Linked DNA regions of Sus scrofa: region 2 is linked to region 1. A link is a contact called in public HiChIP or PLAC-seq data. All regions are on one chromosome and are shown on one strand. The core of a region is the stretch at or near the end of the contact, and the rest is flanking DNA. Distances in the headings are between cores, read along the strand shown.

Region 1 (5,096 bases), core at 780-3,279:
CCTGCTTCTTCAATTGGAGATGAACCCAGCCGCCAATGGAAAGAATCCACACGCTAATGAACAGCAAACTACAAAATGATGGTCCACATGAAGAAGCCAGTGACTCTGCATTTGATTCTTCCACCTTGGCTCATTCCCAAAAGTTCAGGCTTTGAAGTCCTGAAGTCTTCTTTAGCATTTAACTAGTTCTTTGTTGGTGGAAGGGGCTGGGACTGTCTCTCCACAAGTAAACTGATCCTAAGGCGGAACAAGAAATTACATTCATCACCAAATGTCTGTGTCACAGATGCATCAATAGCAAACATTTATTTTGTTACAGATTCAATTCAGCTCTATTAAACGTAAGTTTTTCCATTCCTTTACCACTTCATCCTCATTCAATGAGTCAATCTCAGCACCAGAATCATCATCTCTACTTAATAAGTAATCACTAATATTCACCAGATACAGAGCAGCCTTCTTTATTGCCTTCCCCAAAGCAAAATGAGTTAACGAATTTGAGTTTTTAAAACTTTAATTTACAATATAGCTGCTTATTAATGTTTTTTTCCTGTTTGTTTTTGGTTTTGAGGGCAGCACTTGCTGCATATGTACGTTCCCAGGCTAGGGGTCAAATCAGAGTCACAACCACAGCAACTCAGGATCTGAGCCGCATCTGCGACCTACACCACAGCTCACTTCAAAGCCCTATCCTTAACCCACTGATCCATGCCAGGGATCAAACCCACATCCTCATGGATACTAGTCAGCCGTAACCCACAACAGCAACTCCCTTATTAATGGTTTTTAATATTTGTTTTAAAAACACAGCATTTACATAACACACTATTAGGTTTTCTTTTTTTTTTTTTTTTTCCTTTTCTTTTTAGGGCCCCAGCCCCGGCATATGGAAATTCCCAGGCTCAGGGTTGAATTGGAGCTACAGCTGCCTACACAACAGCCACAGCAATGCAGTTTCTAGGCTGTCTGCAACCCATACCACAGCTCATGGCAACGCTGGATCCTTAACCCACCGAACAAGGCCAAGGATCAACCCACATCCTCATGGATCCCAGTCGGGATCACTTCTGCAGAGCCACAATAGGAACTTCCCCAATAACACACTATTAGAAAACATTCTCCTGCGCTGACGTATCACAGGCAGACTGCTCTAGGTCTTTGCAACCCTCCTCCCACCTTTTAAAATTTGACCCCTTACTTTGTCATAAATCACTCTAATAATGAGTGAGCAGCTAGGGCACGTTGCCACGTCTTCCCCATTCTCCAAATCTTCCTACAACAAAATCAAACATCGTATGGTCAGCATAGTCTTCCCTTGGTGACCTCCTCCTTCCCCCAAACCTCCCACCTCTATGGGCAAGCTCCTTTGAGGTTGGCCTCCCCACAAAGCATGTGAGAACCAAAACACCTTCCAAGAGAAAGACCAGCCCCACTCTTCCCTGGAAGTGTCATTTGGCGGAAATACCTAGGAGGGTGAGTCAAGGTTCAGTGGCCTCAAAACCCTTAGGAAGACAAAAACACGTCTCTTCCTCCAAAGGAGTATCCCAGAAGTGGATCCTTAAGTGGATAGCGAGAAGACTGATGCCCCTCGCCATCCACACCCTACCCTCCCACCACCGGGGGCCGACTAAGCCAGAACTTGTGCCCACTGATAGCGCAGAGTCATCAACTTCGGGGGAATTCAAAAACGAATAAAGAAGGACGTGGGTAACTATAAGCCGCGCGGATCTATGGCAGAAACGCGGCAAAGGGAAAGCGCGCCTGCTCCGAATTGCCGGGCTGGATTCTGTAGCTACCTTGGTGATGCAGAAGTTATCCCCACACGGGCAGGGGTAGAAGTACGTCTCGGAGTCCTCGTCATATTGGAAGTCCTCGATCTCCACTTCGTCGTGAAACACCGCCATCGTCAATGGGACGAGCAGAAGTCTGTCACCTCCGCTGTCCGACCCAGGCCGGGGCCGGTCCCAACTTCTCCGGCGCCGGCCCAGCCGGCGTCGTCACCGCCCCCTTCCCCGGCGCAGGAATGACCGTTTCCGGCGCATAAACAATGACGTAACTATGGGCTTGAGGCCAAATGGGTGACCGGGTAGCGATCACCTTGGAGATGGCTGAGCTAGGGGGCGGAGACTTGAGTTACCGGCTCTCTCTGCTCTGTGAGGTCCCGCACCGCTCCACCCAGAGGACGGCAGCGACCAATGAAATGTGGGACTCGCTCGTGCGGCTGCTGCGTCACGTCCGGGACACAGGAAGCTCTGCGGAGCCGGGGGAGGGGAACTTGGCCCGGGAGTTAGAACTGAGTCCCCGCGGCAAAAGCGGGAGCGGAGTGGAACTTGCTTACTACGCGGGTATGGAAAGTGCGGCTTCACTTCGCGCACCTTAGACCTTAACCAGACCCCGAGCAAGGCCGCGGCCGGCCTAGGTGGCCTGCACCCGGCCCTCGGCGCTGCTAGGGAAAAGCGGGCGTGGTTTGCTGCGTCTGAGGCGGCGGCGGGAACAGCTCAGCCTCTTGGACCTCTGTCCCTGCCGCCCCAGTGGCGGACGAAAAGCTCCCTTGGAGTTTTGATTCACTGAGTGACCTTGAGCTCAGAGCGACGCGTAGTTTGTAGTTTCGGCTGCACTCGGCTGTTCAGGTACATCCCGCCTCTTCCTCACCCCAGATTATCTTCAGATGCTGTAATTTGGGCGAAAGGACCAAGCAGGATCTGTTAGGCAGGTTGAGTCCTCTTTGCCGAGCACGTAAGATTCTTAACTACAGTCAAGTGTTGCGCTAATTGTAATTCTTCCGTCAACCCTGGGAGTTTAGATGTTATTCCGTATAATTAATCTTTAAACTGAGATACAGAAAGTCAAGTATCTCGACTAAGATCACATACCTAGGAAATGAAGAGCCTGTATGTCCCCAAAGCCTAGGAACAAATTTCTTATATGAACCAGAGTTTCTTTCTGCGAAAGAAATGGCATCAACATGCGTAGTTATTATCTTGTGGTCTTTGTATACCTTGAAGCGGAGTGCAGTTGAAAGGTCATTTGTCTTTGGAGCAGTGCTTGTTCCTGTTGGTGTCAAACGGGGTTTCCTGGGTATTACTCCGTTGGTAGGCATTTATTCAAATCGTGGTAGAGACAGAATGCAGTGAAAGAAGAAATGCTGAGAAACATAAGATAATCTAGCTCTGGGAGCTGGATATTTACGTTCTTTGGGCCTTGCTTCCTCATCTGACAGAAAAAGGTTGAATTAGAGATGATTTACAAGATTCTTTTCAGATCTAACATTCTACTTTTGCATGGAAATTACAACTTTTACTTGGTTCAGCAGTCACTTCTGTCATGTTTAGTTTGTATTTAAATGATACATATGCATAATACATATGTCCACAGCCCTATGCTTATTTATGTATACACACTCAAATGTTTGCATGAAGTTATCAGTTTTGTGCACCCTAAAGTTCCACCTGGTTTAGGCCTTTTAAGGCTTGAAAACCTAAAGGCAGAGGACTCTTTGGGAGAAGATTTAGAAGTGACATTAAAGGGGTTCATAGATTATTTCAGAGGCCTCACAAACATTCCATTTTGCCTAATTGGAAATCTGCATAGCAGTTAGGAAACATTTGTTAAACATTTGTTAAGCTTGTTGAAGTTTAACTGGGATGATTCTGTTGTGAGCAAAGGAAAAATTCCAGCAAAGCCTATGTAGCTCAGAGGCTGCTCCCTGTATCTTTGTAGACACGGGTATTTCCCAGGTCATCTCTTGGAGAGAAGACAGGAGAGTGTCCAGTGTCAGTTCTGTAGTCCCATCCCAGTGATCATTTTGAGGTTGGGAACCATCTTTAGTTCTTTACTACTTTTGGCATAAGTACCTGCAAAATAAAGGTGACTTTTTTTTTTTTTTTTTTTTTTTTTTTTTTTTTTTTTTTAGCACTTGCTCGTTTGTTTTTGCTGAGCCTGTGGCATGTGGAGGTTCCTGGGCCAGGGATCCAACCTGTGCCACAGCAGCAACTGGTCTGCTGCATTGACAATGCCAGATCATTAACCCACTGCACCACAAGAGAACTCCAAGATGAGCCATTTTTGAATGTACAGAAATGGGTGCAGTCATATTTGGCTTATGGAAGTATAAATTGGTAGACCTTTTAGAAAGCAGTTTTAGAAAGGATCTATCAAAAACAAGTTGCTAGGGAATCTTAAAATCTGAGGTTAGTAAACCTAAAAGTTACAGGAGTTGGGTAATTTTTCTTTATAATTTTTTTTTTTTGGTAATTTTCCAACTTTTCTTTGTGCATTGCCTAAAATGGAAAAAGAAAAATCAGTGAACTGCATATTAATAATTAACACTGTGCCAGACCCTATACTAAATGATTTACATGCATCATGTCATTAAAACAGCTCAGTGAGGTACAGGTATCATTAATCCCATTTTCAACACTGAGAAACCTAAAATTTAGGGGCTTAAGTTTAGCTGCTGGCTTAAAAGGCAAAGCTGGTAAGTGGCAGTAAGCTACGGTGAGAACGCAAACCTGTCTGACCCCAGAAACTAGGCTCTTAATTACTTTTTTTTTTTTTTTTTTGTCTTTTGTCTTTTTGTTGTTGTTGTTGCTGCTATCTCTTGGGGTCCCGAGCATATGGAGTTCCCAGGCTAGGGGTTGAATTGGAGCTGTAGCCACCGCCTACGCCAGAGCCACAGCAACGCGGATCCGAGCCGCGTCTGCAACCGACGCCACAGCTCACGGCAGCGCCGGATCGTTAACCCACTGAGCAAGGGCAGGGACCGAACCCACAACCTCATGGTTCCTAGTCGGATTCGTTAACCACTCACTGCGCCACGACGGGAACTCCCTTAATTACTTTTAATGCCATCTTTGGTACATAGTGCTTGAAGCAGAGCCAAATTAAACACTCCTGGAGCTCTGCCCTAGTGTTCTGCAGACTCCTGAGTTTCTGCTAGAGCAGTGCCTTTTCCCTTGAGACCTAGATTTGGGGGTCTCCTTGGCCTTCTGTACTACTTCTGTCCTGCCATCTGTTCCTGTACCCCTTGTCTGGCCAGAGGTGGTTCCCTGTATGGTTCTGCCAGTTTGAGTTCATACTGTGCTGAGGAAAGTAAA
Region 2 (5,096 bases), core at 915-3,414, 280 kb after region 1:
GGGAAAGAGTCACAGCGCCCACTCCCTAGCCCACCTCCTTAGAAATTTAGCAAGACATTCATGACTACCAAGTCATGAGCCCACATAATTTCAATTCTGTTAAAAAGTTAAGACTGGAAGAATACAAGTAGCTTTACAGGAACTTACATCACTCATGCCAAAGATTTTCTGCCTGTTTCCCTATAGACAAAGCAATGATTTGAATGCAAGCCAAAAATTCCTGCTCAAGAGGGAGAAAAAGAACTCACTGACTTGTATTCCCAATTTATTCTCTTTCAGTTCCTGCACCAAATCTATCAGCTACTGCACAAGAGCCCACTTCCATGTGCACCACATCCATGTAGCCAAAAGACAAACAAAGAAAAACCAACCCAGCAACTTGTTATACAAACGCAGCCAGAGGATGACGTCCCAGCTCTCAGGCCAGAAACCCCACTGAAGGCAAAAGAGGATGCAGAGCTCCCTCTGAGGTTAAAGTGATTTCACTGAGGTTAGAACACACGCACCAAAGAGCCCCAAACAGCTTGTCGCTAAACCCCCCTGTGGAGCCTGGTGACATCTGGGGTCATTTGAACTTGGTAGGGAATTCAGCTGTTCAGAGGTACAAATTGGGAATTCCAGACCAGGGACATGTGGAGTGCAGAGCAAGCCCTACCCACAGACCTAAAGGTTGCTCACATTACGCCTGCCTTCCTTCCTGGCAGGGCCTCACTTATCCTGAGATGACACACGATGGCAGGGGCTGGAAGAAGCCTCGCCTGACTGCGCCCAGCATCTGAAAACAGCTGTACCAATTACAACAAGGGACTGTTGCTGGAAACAGGGCAGCCACTCAAATATAGGGATTGGTGCCAGACTTTTTTTTTTTTTTTTTAATACTTTTTGTTTGTTTTTAAAGCCCCTAACAAACTCGCTGACACCATCCAGCGTCCCTGGGGACCACCCACTAGCACATTGGGCAGCCAAGTGCAAGCAACAGGGAGGCAGCAGCATGCCTGGGTACAGCACCTTGGCCTCCAAGCCGTTCTCATTGCCAAAGACAGCGCCACACCAGGTGAAGGGCATGAGCCCTGACCCAGGAAGGGGGTGTGCATGCCTGATCACGGGGCTTCCTGAAATAAACGCCACCACCACCCCTCCCTGACCCAGGTCCACGCTGGCTTCCCTTAGCCTAGGAAATAGGTGAGGACGAGAGAAGAAACCCTCTCACAGAAGGAGAGATGCCCGTTTTTAGTGCTGGGACCCACACACACCCTGCGCCCCAAGTCTCTGAGCCTCCCGTGGCCCTGGCGCTTCCTCTAAACGCGCGGCACGTCTGCTCCCGCCGGTCCAGCACCCCTGTCCGGGGAACCGGGAACAAACGCACCTCCCAGGGCGCACGCACAACGGCAGCAGGAGCCGTCTCCGCCCCGCCCCGCCCCAGCCCACCCCGGCCTCGCGCCCTCAGCAACCCGGACTCCGCGGCCAGCTCCCGCCTGATCTTTGCCGAGGACCTCGTGCAGCAGTGTCCTAGACCCACCTGTAGCCCCCTCGGCTTCCTTCCTCGGCGCCCCGAGCATGCGGAGCCCACGGCCCTCAACAGACTGCTCTGGGGTGCCTCTCTCCATAGCGCGCCAGGGAGGATTCCGCGCCCCCCCCCACCCAAAAAAAGTTGGCCCAATACCGCCGCGTCCCACGGATCCGGCCCGACCCCATCCAATCCCGGCCAAAGGTGCGGGGAACAGGGGTGGCAGCCCCGACGCCCGAGAAGCATGCCCAGCCCGGGCAACCTCCAAGGAGGCGCCCACCGGCTCCCCCCTCGCCCCGTCCGCCGGGTCCTTCCTCCACCCCGAGTTCGGCAGGCGTCCACCTACCGTTCTGGACCAGGCGAGAAGAAGGCGCGGGCGCGGGCTCCCGAAGACAGCGTGTTCCGTCCCGGGAGGAAAGTTTGTGCCATATAGAGGAGGCGGTGCGGAGAAGGCGTGGGCGCCAGGGGGTGGGAACGTGGCCGGCTGCGAGGCGTGCTCTTGGGTCTGTCCCTCCTGCGATCTGTGCGCCCGTCCCTCCGCGGAGCCCGCGGCCGCCGCGCTCCCGCTCGCTGCGCCCTGAGCCCGGCGCGCTCCGGCTCCAGCCCCGACGCGCCCCCGTCGCCGCCGCGCGTCCGCCGGCTACACTTCCTCTTCCTCTGAACTCATGTGCAAAATATGCTGCGCCGCATCTTCTGGGGAGCCGCGCGGCCCCTAACAGCAGCCGCGGGAGCGACGAGCGGGCCCCGCGCCCCCTCCACTCGCCGCTCCGTCGCCTCCACGCAGCCCGCAACCTGTGCGCTCCCCGCTGCCGGCGACCCTAGTTGCCCCTCCTCGCAGAGGTCAGAGGTTCACCCGCCCACCGTCCCAACCCGTTTTAACCTAGGTTGCGTGCGTCAAGAACGCGCGTGGGGCTGGGAACCCTCAAATTTGGAGCTGGATACTGGAGGGCGACTGCCACCGAAGGTGCTCGTTTGGGGGCTGGGAGGACCACAGAGAAGAGAGGACCGTTCCTCCTCATGCCACAGGTGGGCCCATCCCCAGGCATATGCGTTATTTCTTAAGAGATTGTGCTTAGGGAGTGGGATCATGCCACTGTCCCCCGTGCCACACCCTAGCCCAGTTACTTCAGGTGCCCAGAAGTTTTGAGAAGATCTGGGGAACCGTCTTAGCCTGCAACTTGAGGCTGCCTGAGGAGGCAATTAAATAAATAAAAACGCCAGGCCAGGCCCACGTTAGTGAATCAAAGATGTGAGGCAGTGAGCCCATTATAGAAATCTTTCTTCTTGGAGCTTTTTAGACAAAGTAAAATTACAGTGTAAGGGTTAATAGCGGGAGCCCTAGAGCCAAATCATCTGGTTGGGCCTGCTGGCCTCCATCCATATTTACTTTGTGTGACTTGGGCAAGTGACTTAACTGCTCTGGGCCTGTTTCTTCCTTTCTTAAATAGCACTTTCTCATGGGTTCTATGTGTAAAGTGTTTAGGAAAGCACCCTATAACGTAGCTCTTATCCTTGTTATTATTGTTATTAATATTATTATAAGGAGACTGAAACAAGACAGGGGACATAATCTGATTATCTACATTTTCTGGTTGGGCAAAGAGGGGCCCTTAGGCATTGGAGCCCACAGGATGGAGGCCCCAACGGTGCTTTAATGATGTCATTCTGATACTAATAACACTCCCCAGGGGTAAAGAAGCACTATTTCGTTTTCAGGACTTCCTCTAACCACAGCTTCTGAGATATTTTCTTCCTAGTTTGCCTTCTCTGTAGCCATCCCAATTCTGTGTGCCTTCCCCCTCCTCCACTGCCATTTTGTTTCTGGTTTTTGCCCCTTTCCATTCCCACTTCGCTGCCTGCTGGTATCGCTCACCACCAGCCCCTCTAGTCTCTCTCACTCTCTCCCCTGCTTGGCTTTACCATCTAGGAGAAAACAAGATCAGATGACAGACCAAGTTCAGATTCAGACAATATTATATGTGGATAAGTTGTACAAGTGTCCAGTGGTGCCCAGTGGTGGTTTTGAACACCCACTTAGGAGGCCAAAAGAAGGAATGTTTGTTATTCATATGCCCAAGTTCTTGAGTCATTGCAAGGCAGGGCCCATCTGAACTCTTTCTGATCCTTACATGGGAGAAAGGAAATAACATTTAAAGGTTTTACCCAGAAGTTCAAAAGTAAACACAGAGTATTTAAAAGAAGATAAAGAGAAGCAGGGGAGGGATGCAGCATAACTTGGTGTGTTTGGGGGAGGAGGTTGATTTCTTTTAAGCAATGCAATTTTTGCACATCATTTTTTTTTTTAACACCAGGTCCTTGGGGTTAATAAGTTATTCTGATTGTTTTCATTTTTTTCCACGCAACACTTTCCTGAGTACTAACGGTGTGTAAATGTCATAAATGTCTTTCTTTCCTGCTTGGATCTGCATTTTTTTTTTTTTTTTTTAAGAGTTTTCTAGACCTGCCAACCTTTCCCTCTAGATAATCTGATGCCTCCTACCTGGTACATAGTAGGTGTTTAGTAAACATATGTAGACATATATGGAATGAATGGGTGAATCAATCTTATCCAGATCTTTACTGGCTCTGTGTAACCTACACACTATCTGGAGTATTCTGATTCTCCTTCACCTGGAATAGCCAATGAAGAGACAAGGGTGGGTTCATTTGTGTTTTGTAGAGGTCAACCTTCATTTTTCCACTTGACTGCCATGGACCGGCCAGCCAGGGGATACACCCTGGGCACCTGGACCTCACCTCTAACTGACCTTGCCTACCCAGCATCAACCCCAAAGATGCTGGAACTATATCCTGGTTACCTTGGCAACCTCACAATGTCATCTGTTAGAATGTCCTAGGGCGGCAGCTTTTAATTCTATCACAGCAGTCTCATCGGGGGTCATGTAATAGTGCTGTTTTTCCTCTGTTCACACTTCCTCCCCCCATGATTTAACACTAAGTACTCGGGGAGGGGGCCGAACACGGGGAAAACCAAGCTATTACAGCACGACAGGTCACAGATGGCCCCAGAACTAGGATCCCGAGTGTTCTCAGTCGATAAAACGCAGGCCTCAAGTTAATGGGGAAGCTGGTTCTCCTCACACCCCCCGCAGAAAGGAGAGGAGTTAAGCCAGCCTAGGCAGCCAGCTGTGGCCAGACTATAATTCCTGTAAAAGCTCGGTTAAAGGAGCCCCCCCCGCTGGAGCAATTCTCTCTCTTGGCCTCAGCAGCATCACCCCACTCTGGAGATGATTAAGGCCATGGGCACCAGCAGCCCAGGGCAATTGTGCATCCCAGCTATGCTGAGGCTTGGAGGGGAGAATCCTGGCTAACCGTCTGTTCTGCCCACGTCCTTCCCACCCCTCCTCACCCCACCCCTTGATTTCACCCCACTCAGCCCCTCTCTCCCAGCTTTAGCTCAAAATAACTCAGTCTCTGTTATTCTGTAGGGAGCAGTAACAACTTAGGCAGAAAACAGACCCATCAAAAGCTGCAGAACCTGAAGAGCTACTGACCTAATTGTTTATTTGCAGGATCACGAAAACCAGATCTTCTACAGGGCGGCCAAACAGCAACACTGCAGGGCTGA

Evidence for each region. HiChIP or PLAC-seq counts read pairs in DNA pulled down with a chosen protein or histone mark.
Region 2: an H3K27ac HiChIP or PLAC-seq map of alveolar macrophages shows a contact between it and region 1. The contact joins the promoter of RFTN1 here to the promoter of DPH3 in region 1. A contact is called at or near these places in 2 of 47 Hi-C or Micro-C datasets (heart right ventricle and skeletal muscle) and 2 of 2 datasets of contacts at active chromatin or transcription factors (alveolar macrophages and skeletal muscle).

Annotation. Positions count from the first base shown.
Region 1 is chr13:3,393,827-3,398,922 of Sscrofa11.1, forward strand. DPH3 (diphthamide biosynthesis 3) reads right to left here and starts at 2,030. Exons shown (of 3, transcript NM_001243616.1): 1 at 1,797-2,030; 2 at 1,199-1,273; 3 at 1-237. The coding sequence starts at 1,904. The coding sequence ends at 172. OXNAD1 (oxidoreductase NAD-binding domain-containing protein 1) reads left to right here and starts at 2,060. Exons shown (of 8, transcript XM_001925300.5): 1 at 2,060-2,345. The coding sequence starts at 2,075.
Region 2 is chr13:3,672,908-3,678,003 of Sscrofa11.1, forward strand. RFTN1 (raftlin) reads right to left here and starts at 2,165. Exons shown (of 10, transcript XM_021071357.1): 1 at 1,854-2,165.